Regions from separate parts of the Mus musculus genome. Here regions 1 and 3 are each linked to region 2. The links are chromatin contacts, called in public Hi-C maps. All regions are on one chromosome and are shown on one strand. Each heading gives the region's core, a stretch centred on a gene start, on an enhancer-like site or on the middle of the called end of the contact. The rest is flanking DNA. Distances are from core to core; before and after follow the strand shown.

Region 1 (3,036 bases), core at 72-2,571, 8.1 Mb before region 2:
GAAGCCACCTGCCAGAAACAAGAAAAGCAATCTTGTAACCGGAGAAGCTGTAGTAATTTACAGCTAGTGAGAAGCACAAAGAACACTATGGACAGGCACCCTAGGAACCCCCGGCAGTGGTAGAAGCACGCTTCAATGCGCACCTTTAGGAACACTACCCGCTGCTTACCCTGGGAACACTTATTCTCCTGAATCTGGAAATGCACAAGATTACTTTTCTTAATATTTCGAGGAGCTGCGAGGTGCCAAGCTGCACCCTGAACTACGTTTCCAGCTCTTGTGAACCTTAATCCTACACCTACCCAAAGAAAGGTGCCTGATTAACCCTTGAAGGAGAAGCTACCACGGTGGCCCAGCTAGCTCCCCTAAGCGCAATGCAAGCGGCGATCGCTACCTCGCTAACATTTTCCCCAGCCTGCAGTCCCAGCCCGGAGCCCTGCACCCGGGGCGCACAACATACCTTCCAGGTAGAACGCCCGGCAGCCCTCGTCTTTGAGTTTCTTGAGCAGCAGCCCGAGGACCGACTCTCCACCAGTGTTCTCATTCCAGTCGCTGCTATTCTCGTCGTACAGCACCACGGTGTCGGTGCCGCAGCGCCTGGTAAAGCGGTCCCGGTCCTCGCAGCGCGTGAAGAGCGCACGCACGGGCAGGTTGCCCTTCTGCAGACGCCGCAGCATGATGCCGGGGATGGCCACATTAATGGCAGATTCGATGTGTGACGACTCGTACAGCTCCTGTGGTCGGCAGTCCATCAGCAGAAGCCGTTCGTTGCCCAGCTCCAGCTGCTCGTTGAGCCACGACACCGTCTTGCAGATCGCCATTTCCGACGCGAAGGGCACGGGTCTGAGCGTATCTATCATGGGGGTCGAGCTGCAGGAGAAGGCGGGGTGCCTAGCAGACGCCCCTCGAGGCAGGCATAGGCCGAGCACGCTGCGCGAAGCTCCCGCTCTCGGAGCGGGGTTTGATTCCGCCTCGCCTTTCCCAAGCCGAGGCTAGCGGTTAGGGAAAGCGACACAGAAGTCAAGTCGGTGGTCCCTCTGCACCAGATCACTCTCCGAGTCAATGAATCTCTCTCTCTGAATGAAGGTGCCCAGTTTTGTTCCTACCCAGTGAATGAAATCCAATTAATTCGGACTCCGTGCCACTGAGAGGAGAAAAAGGGAAAAGAAAAAAAGTCTAGCGGCTCTTAATCCTTCCCTCTGAGGCTGCACCTCGGATCCAACCCGGTGTTTCTCGCCGGATTATTCAAGACTGGGTTTGCTCACAGTCCCTAGGACTCCGCGAGAGCACACCCCCTGTGCGAGGCAGCTCCTCAATGGATACAAACAGCCAGCGTCTCAATGGATACATTCTCTCGGTCAGCCAATGAGCGCGCTGCGGAAGGGGCTGTTGCCGTGGGGACGGGCCGGCTGGAACAGGTTGTGTTGATGAATTGTTAATGAGTTTGTCATTCACAAAAACGGAAAGGAATTTCCGCTCCGGATAAGCCCCAGTGCAAACAAGCTGCAACTGCGGGCTCGGCGGGAGGAAGGAGAAAGAAGAGGAGGCGGCGGTGGAGGAGGAGCAGGGCACATAAACCAGGGCACTAAAGTTGTCTCGTGTTTCCTTCTGTTTAGAGTTCACACTTCGCGTCTAACTCTTGCGCACCAGTAGTGCAATTAGCAAGCACAAAAGCCCTTATTCGCGACGCTTACAATCTTAAGTTAGCCTTAATAAAACTTGAGGGGTTTTCCCCCTTTTTAATTCTCTTTAACGCTAGATCCAAGCCCGCCATAGCGCCGCCCCTGCTCCCCCACCCCCAACCCGGTCCTCCTTTAGATCGTGTGTGGCATTTGTTTGGCTCTTTTAAAAGTCTAGTTCTGTTTGTTCTAATGTCCTTTTAGGCGAGGCTGTGTTGGGACTGGTGGACTGCCTGGGCTTTAGCGACCCAACGAAGTGTTAAATGCTAATCCAACATCTCTAGAAACAAACTAGTGTTTTGTTGAAACATTTTAAAGCAACTAAGCAAACAAGCGTTTGGTTGTCCAGAAAACCAGAAGCGCCCCAACCCCGGGCTTTCTCAACTTTCTTGGCGGCAGCGGAGGGGGGGGGGCGGGTGGTGTAAGCACCCAAAACCTTGTCAGCTATCCCTGCACTTTTCTTCTGCTCCGGTGAAGTGGGGGCATTCTGAGCCATTGTTCCGGAGATCTTGCTCCCCACCACCATCACCGGTCACCCATCGAGCCTGGGGAGTCGAGCTCCTTTAACGATCTGGAGCCAAGAGCAGAGTTTGGTTTCTAAGAGGAACCGGTCTGGCAAGGCAGCCTAGGTTAGGTGCCTGGGACGACAGGCCTCACCAACGTTTCCTGCACCCCGGAGACCTGCAAGCCTGCGGGAACTCAAGCGTAAACAGTGGCGGTTGTGGACAGAGGCCGGTCCCCTATCCTTTCTAGGCTGCAGCGGTCCCCGGGCCCCGCAAGGAGCACGCTAGCAGCTCCAAACGCGCTTGCGCGCTGCGCTTTGGCCGCAGCATTGCTGCTCTGGGGGATGGGGGGGGGGGGGCAGGACACGCGACGACCCCGTGATCGCTTGTAAGGCCGTCGCGGAACCGTCGCCTAGTGAGAGACCTGGAGCGGAAAAGGAGCCAGAGGTGTCCCTGTCTGGACCCCATGGTTCCAGAGTTAGGGTTGGGAAGTCTCATGGGCACCACCCGCAGGCAACTCAGGACGGAGGCGGCACCGGAGCCGGATGGAGGCGTGGCCGGCGGGGGCCGCGACGGCGACAAGAGCGCATCCCCGGCGCGCTCGGTTCTATTGTTATATAAAAGTGCAGAGGCCGCCCCTCCCGGACGGAAAACCACCTGTGTGCGGCGACGGCGGGCCCTGCGGAAGGCGCGCGTCCCGATCCGGTCAGCCCCTCGGGTCCCAGGGAAAGGAGCTGGGCTTTGTCCGGCCGCGACCGGGAGGCGGAAGCGCCGGCTGCGGCCCTTCCCGAATCCGGGGCGCGGAGGGCGTCTAAGGTCACGGGATCTCCCCAGCCCAGCGCCTCGCAGCCGGG
Region 2 (2,793 bases), core at 293-2,792:
GACATAGAGAGACCCTGTCTTGAAAACACAAAAGAAAACCTATCTTCAGATTTATAGGTCCATTTTTACTGAGGGTTTTGCTTTTCAACGTCTTCCAATTTAACCATGTAGACATAGGTAAGCACAGTTTAAATATTTTTGTTCATATTTTTAATTTTGTTCATGCTTAAATTTAAGGCTTTTTTATAGAACATAATCTAGAGCTTAAGACACTGAGGGAATGATTAAGAGACTCTGAATCTGAGGTCAGCTGCTTCCTCTCACGAGCAGTGTCCTGAACCATTTCCTGTGTAGACATTCACATTGTTCAAAACCCTAGATACATTGAAACACTATACATGCTTTCATTCGCTTTTTATTTTTGTTTTTGTTTTTTTTTTTTTTTTGTTTTCGAGACAGGGTTTCTCTGTGTAGCCCTGGCTGTCCTGGAACTCACTCTGTAGACCAGGCTAGCCTCGAACTCAGAAATCCACCTGCCTCTGCCTCCCAAGTGGTGGGATTAAAGACGTGCGCCACCAACGCCCGGCTCATTAGCGTTTATTAACTACACATCTTATTGCGGACTTTTTACATAAATTTAACTCTGATCATGTTCGCCCATATATGTAATTTGTTAATAGGAAACATTTCTGGTCAGTATTGTGTTCCAGAAAACAGAACTGTGGCACATTTGAGACGCTAACTTGAATCAGCAGCATGAGTTTTACAGGGTTCCTGGCTCCCTCTAAAATTAAAAAATTAGTATGCACCACTACAGGCACATAAAGTTGAATACTAGAGACTTTCTAAATGTTGCGTTTCATCTTGTTCCATTACCAAACATTAGGTTTGATGAAGTTAGGGGAAATCCTTGGTGCTTGGGGTGGGGGTCTTAACCTAGACGGCTTAAAAATACAAAGAAGGCATTTGTTTTAAGCCCCAAGAACTATGGAAACCAAAGGGTTTGGTAAAAGAAGGCAAAGGGAGACTTAAAAATGCAATTTTGTAACAAACTAAAGCTGTATGGAAACCTTCAGCTGTGGAAGTCTGGCTTTCCCTAGATTCCAGACAAAAGAAGCGTTTGCGAACCGAGGGGATTTGACTTCCTGCGCATCCCGCACCACAGCCTGTCTGGTTTTCACGCTTCCCCTCCAGGGCCAGCACTCGGAGGGGGCAAGGCCAGTCGGCCGCCATTCTTCAGGGGGGCTCGGTGTCCCGGGAAGGAGCCAGGCCCGGGCAAAGGGTCCTCAAGAGAGCTGGCGCAGAACTCCGCCCGTCCGAAGGCGATCGAGGCCGGGACGAGGCTTCTCCGGTGCAGGGGGCCAGGAGAGAGGGAAACAGCGTGCAAACCCAGTACCGCCCATCCCTTATCAGCGTCCGAGGGGAAGGGCGGAGAGCCGAGGAAACAGCGGGCCCCGCGCCCGAGCTCCCGCCCGAGCGCCTTTTAAACTGCGTTTCTGCACCTCTCGCCCTGCGCCGCGGCGGCTGGAACCCGCGCGAGCCGCCCAGCCAATGGGTGGCGCGCTTCCTCCGGGCGCCCGCCAATGGCGGCGCGCGTTCTTGGGGCGTGCGCGAGCCAGGCTCCCCCCACCCCACCCCACGCACTAGCTTGTGTATGGGCTCGGCTCGCTGCGGGCTCCGGGTTCGGCTGCACTTGCTCCCCAGTCGTGCGCCAGGGGCTTTTTGTGGCGGGGGCCGGACCTGGGTTTTGTGTCCCGAGTTCTGTGCCGTGCCCGCGGCGCCGCTCCGGGGCAGGGATCTCCCGAGGCGGCGGGCGCAGCCCCCGGGACCAGCGAGCGAGCGCGCCGGCGTGAGCAGCGGCGGCGGCGACTGTGAGGGGCCGGGGAGGAGAGAAGGAGGGGGACGAGATGCCGGAGTTCCTAGAGGACCCTTCGGTCCTGACCAAAGACAAGTTGAAGAGCGAGTTGGTCGCCAACAACGTGACGCTCCCGGCCGGCGAGCAGCGCAAGGACGTGTACGTGCAGCTCTACCTGCAGCACCTCACGGCGCGCAACCGGCCGCCGCTCGCCGCGGGAGCCAACAGCAAAGGGCCGCCCGACTTCTCGAGCGACGAGGAGCGCGAGCCCACGCCGGTGCTCGGCTCCGGGGCCTCCGTGGGTCGCGGCCGCGGCGCCGTCGGCAGGGTAAGGCGAACCCCCCCGGGGCCGCGGAGACGGGCGTTTGGCGGCCGCGGCGCGTGCTCGGCGGCGGGGCTGGCCCCCTCGCGGGGTTCCCCGTGCCCGCGGCGGCGCCCCGATCGCGAGGCCGCCGGGGAAGGCGCGGAGAGGGGAGTCCTCGGTGCGAGCCGCCCCGGCTGTGCTGCTTGGCTGCTCGGGCCGGGTGCACGGTCCGGAGTGGGTGTAGACGCGGCCTTCCGAGCCGTTTTCTAAAGCCCGACAGGCTTGGCCCCCGGCGCGCGAGGTGAAGTTGTAGCGTTTTCCCGCTTTAGCGCCGAAGTGACTCGCAACAGTGTCAGAGCGCTCCCTGGAGGGCAGTTTGCGACATAGTCATTTCTGGCCTTTTTTTTTTTTTTTTTTAAATAAAGGCATTCCCGCCTTTTTATGTTGTTGACTTTTTTTTTTTTTTAAACAGATGGAGGGCTTTTTGAACCGTTTTGTTTCCTCGCGTGTCATATTCTTCCAGTCATCAGGCCCCGCCTTAAGTGGGTTTGCTGTACTGTAAACGGGACGTTTTAAGTACGTTGCATTTGGAAAAGTTTGTTCCCGTAGACATCCTGGAGAATCCCAGCTAGTGAGCGTTTTGTTTTATCGTTGTAAGATTTTTGCTGGAGGAAGTAAAGATCCGGAAGCAAAA
Region 3 (3,168 bases), core at 352-2,851, 5.2 Mb after region 2:
TTTTCTGGTTTTTGGTTTTGTTTTAAAGATCTAGGCCCGGAGAAGCAACCATGAAAGCCCAGTGGGCTAGGATGCTGCTAGCTACGCTCCTCAGACTCGCTGCAGGGCGAGGCTCCGGAGGATGCTTTGGACTCGCCATCGCTGTTGCAGTCCGGCCGGTGGCGCTCCAGCAGCTCCTGCAGTTGCTTGATGTAGCTGATGGCGGCGCGCAGCGTCTCCACCTTGCTGAGCCGCTGGCCCGCCAGCTCGCGCGGCAGGTGCTGGCGGAGGCGCGCGTAGCCCTCGTTCACACAGCGCACGCGCTGCCGCTCGCGCTCGTTGCGTTGGCGCAAAAAGGCGGGCTCGGCGACGCCCCCAAGCGGCAGGGACGAGTACGGCCGTCTCCGCGCGCAGTCCGCGGCATCCTGGCGCACCGAGACCCTGCAGGGCTCCCTCCCGGGCAGCGCGCCCAGCGGCGCTGTACGTAGCGCGGACGGCAGGGCAAGCAGTCCGGCCGATCTGCGTTTTTCCATTCTCTGCGAAAAAGCACGCAGATGACTCTCTCACCTTGAAGACGAGACTGGAAGCTGTCGTAGCGGAGATTCTGGTCCATCCAGACTTCCCGGTCTGTCTCTGGAGAAGTTTCTAGGTCCAGAAGTTAGGTACCTGAGCACACTTGGAGTGAACTTTGCATGATTTCCGAAGCAGGTTGCTCTTCTTGGGTCTTTATAAAGCTTCAGAGAAGAAGGGGCAAAGATAGAGGGCTCGCCTCATCAACGCTTGTATCCATGTGCTTCCTCTGATCTTAGTTTAAGAGTTAACATAGGGTTCCCAGCCTGGATAGACGGTCGCACTCTAAGCAGATTGATCTTTCAAAGCTGCCCAATTGTTGTAATTCACTCCTTGGGTCAGCAAGTGTGGCTATCCGGGAGCCCGAACTTGTTCAGGAATTGAGCAGAGAGCCTCCCCAGGCACTGGCTGATCGGCTGGCCAACAGAGCGAAAGTTTACTCCGGCGTTCTCCTTGAAAATCCAAACTTGACTGCCCTTTGTGGTTTCCGGCGTTCAGGTCTGATGGAAAGAGCTTTCAGAGTGTTTGCAAACATACCTCTCTGCTCTTTCATTTCTGGGGAGGTGGAGAAGAAGCGCTCATCAAAGGGAAGACTGCTCTCTTGTGGTTAGACGATGTGTCAAGTCCTCCTTGGACCTCCGGGGAAGCCCGAGGTTTTCTTCTGCGAAATAGAATCTTTAAAAACCAAATTAGACACTTTTCAAAGGAATCAAGAACAAAATATATGTACTTTAGCATCGAATGTAAGGATCCGCACATTGTGTTCTAAGGTATGTTTAACGCGGGGCCCTTTGTGCTTCTGCTGCTCTGTAAAAACACATCAAAAGCCCGAACAGTAACAAACACTTTTAGCCAGTTATTTCTCGGAGTGCTTACTGTAAACACACCTTTAGTCCTGCCTCCCAACCTCTTCTAATCCCACTCAGGATATAACAATATCTTCCCATAGCACGAAGTATTTTCCTATTGTACTCATCATTAAGTTTATTTCCTCCCCAGAGGACTGGAAAACAACATTTGAAAAGAAGAGAGCCCCAATCCCAAGGAGAAAGGATTTGGCTTTGAAGGCTTGTCTTTTTAACACTCAGGGCCCCGCCCCCCCCTCCCCCCCCCCCCCCCCCGCACCACCACCACACACACAAATGAATAATTAATCCATCTGTGCTGGTAAAGGGCTTTGAAGATGAAAGTGTCATTAAAAATCCAACTATACTGGTTAATGTCAAAGAGTGTTATCGCATGGAAAAATCAGATTTCCTGCAAACCAACACATTAAAGGCATCTTCTACTTGAAAAGTCCAACTTAAAAACGAGAGGCAAAACCCCCTGAATTTACAACCAGACTTGACTCTTTTCTGGAAGCTAGGGTGTTGCCCTAACATGTTGGGTTTTTTTTTTCTTTTTTCTTTTTTTTAAAGGAGCCCTCTGCTTCTATATTTACTAAAGTTTACAGTCTAACTGATCAGCCTGAAGCAATTGGAAATTTGCATCGAGGCAAATGAAATAGAAATAATTATTCCTTTTCGGTATCAGTTGTCCCATGTTAGATGTAGCTCCCTATGGGCTTATACTGGCAAACAACTCCCTGTGGCACCATGAGTTCTTACGTCATCACTTTTGCACTAGTTGAGAAAGCATTCCTATTCGCCAGGGTAGACTCCCAGACCATGAGTTCCTTCATAGGGCCAGGTCAAAGATTTTGAACTTCCTTGCTAAGAGTGACAAGAGAAAATGAGATAATTGAAAACGAACATGACATAGATCTGTTTTTATTTCCCAGATTGACAACAAATAAAAAAGCCTGCAAGTGGGGGTTGGGGGAAGAGGAAAAAAAAAAAAGAAAAAGCTTGCAAGTCAGGTGTGGGGGTGCACACCCTTTTATTCTAGCCCTGGAGAGACAGAGGCAGGCCAGCCTGGTTAACATAACAAGTTCTAAGCCAGTCAGGATTGTTTTTTATATTAAAATAAAATAAAATAAAATAAAATAAAATAAAATAAAAGCAGATAAAGGCTGACTAACAACTGCCCGTGTTGAGGACTTGTAGGAGGGTGGAAGCATAAATCACTCAAGTGTTTGGGGAAGGAATGATTATAATTCACAGCATATTTATTATGCCACCGCCTTTGATCCACAGAAAGAAATGCATCACTACAGGTTTATACGTAACTACAGACACACACCAAGCACAGCATTTGTAGTGAGTTAAAAAGGAGACCAGGGGTGTGCCTGGGGCTGCTTACCTATACAATCCCAGCTCTGTTGGGCTGCTTACCTATACAATCCCAGCTCTGTTGGGCTGCTTACCTATACAATCCCAGCTCTGTTGGGAGCCTTGGCAGGATGGCTGCAAGTTCAAGGCCTGCATAATGCTACCTGTAGATGTGCATTCCGGGCTGACCATGAGGTGTTGGATAACCAGTTGGTGTGCTTTTCTCTGGGGGAAGATTATGTCTCATCCTTAGTAGCCTGTAGTTCCCTGGGGAGGGCTGGGGCTTCAGGGGCTTTCCCTGTCCACAGTAGTGTGTCTATTGCTGTTGCTTTCCCCTATAGACACAGTAGTGTGTCTATTGCTGTTGCTTTCCCCTATAGACACAGTAGTGTGTCTATTGCTGTTGCTT

The links. A called contact is a pair of places that touch in the nucleus more often than the background predicts.
Region 1: a Hi-C map of B cells shows a contact between it and region 2, with 5 read pairs. The contact joins the promoter of Dusp6 here to the promoter of Tmpo in region 2.
Region 3: a Hi-C map of CD4 T cells shows a contact between it and region 2, with 3 times the contacts expected there. The contact joins the promoter of Ascl4 here to the promoter of Tmpo in region 2. A contact is called at or near these places in 2 of 39 promoter capture datasets (the C10 cell line and pre-B cells) and 2 of 484 Hi-C or Micro-C datasets (CD4 T cells and uterus).

What each region holds. Positions count from the first base shown.
Region 1 is chr10:99,261,516-99,264,551 of GRCm38.p6, reverse strand. Dusp6 (dual specificity phosphatase 6) reads right to left here and starts at 1,321. Exons shown (of 3, transcript NM_026268.3): 1 at 461-1,321; 2 at 1-8. The coding sequence starts at 860.
Region 2 is chr10:91,170,368-91,173,160 of GRCm38.p6, reverse strand. Tmpo (thymopoietin) reads left to right here and starts at 1,542. Exons shown (of 4, transcript NM_011605.3): 1 at 1,542-2,123. The coding sequence starts at 1,848.
Region 3 is chr10:85,925,835-85,929,002 of GRCm38.p6, reverse strand. It overlaps Ascl4 (achaete-scute family bHLH transcription factor 4), which reads right to left and starts at 1,601. Exons shown (of 1, transcript NM_001163614.2): 1 at 1-1,601. The coding sequence starts at 512. The coding sequence ends at 78.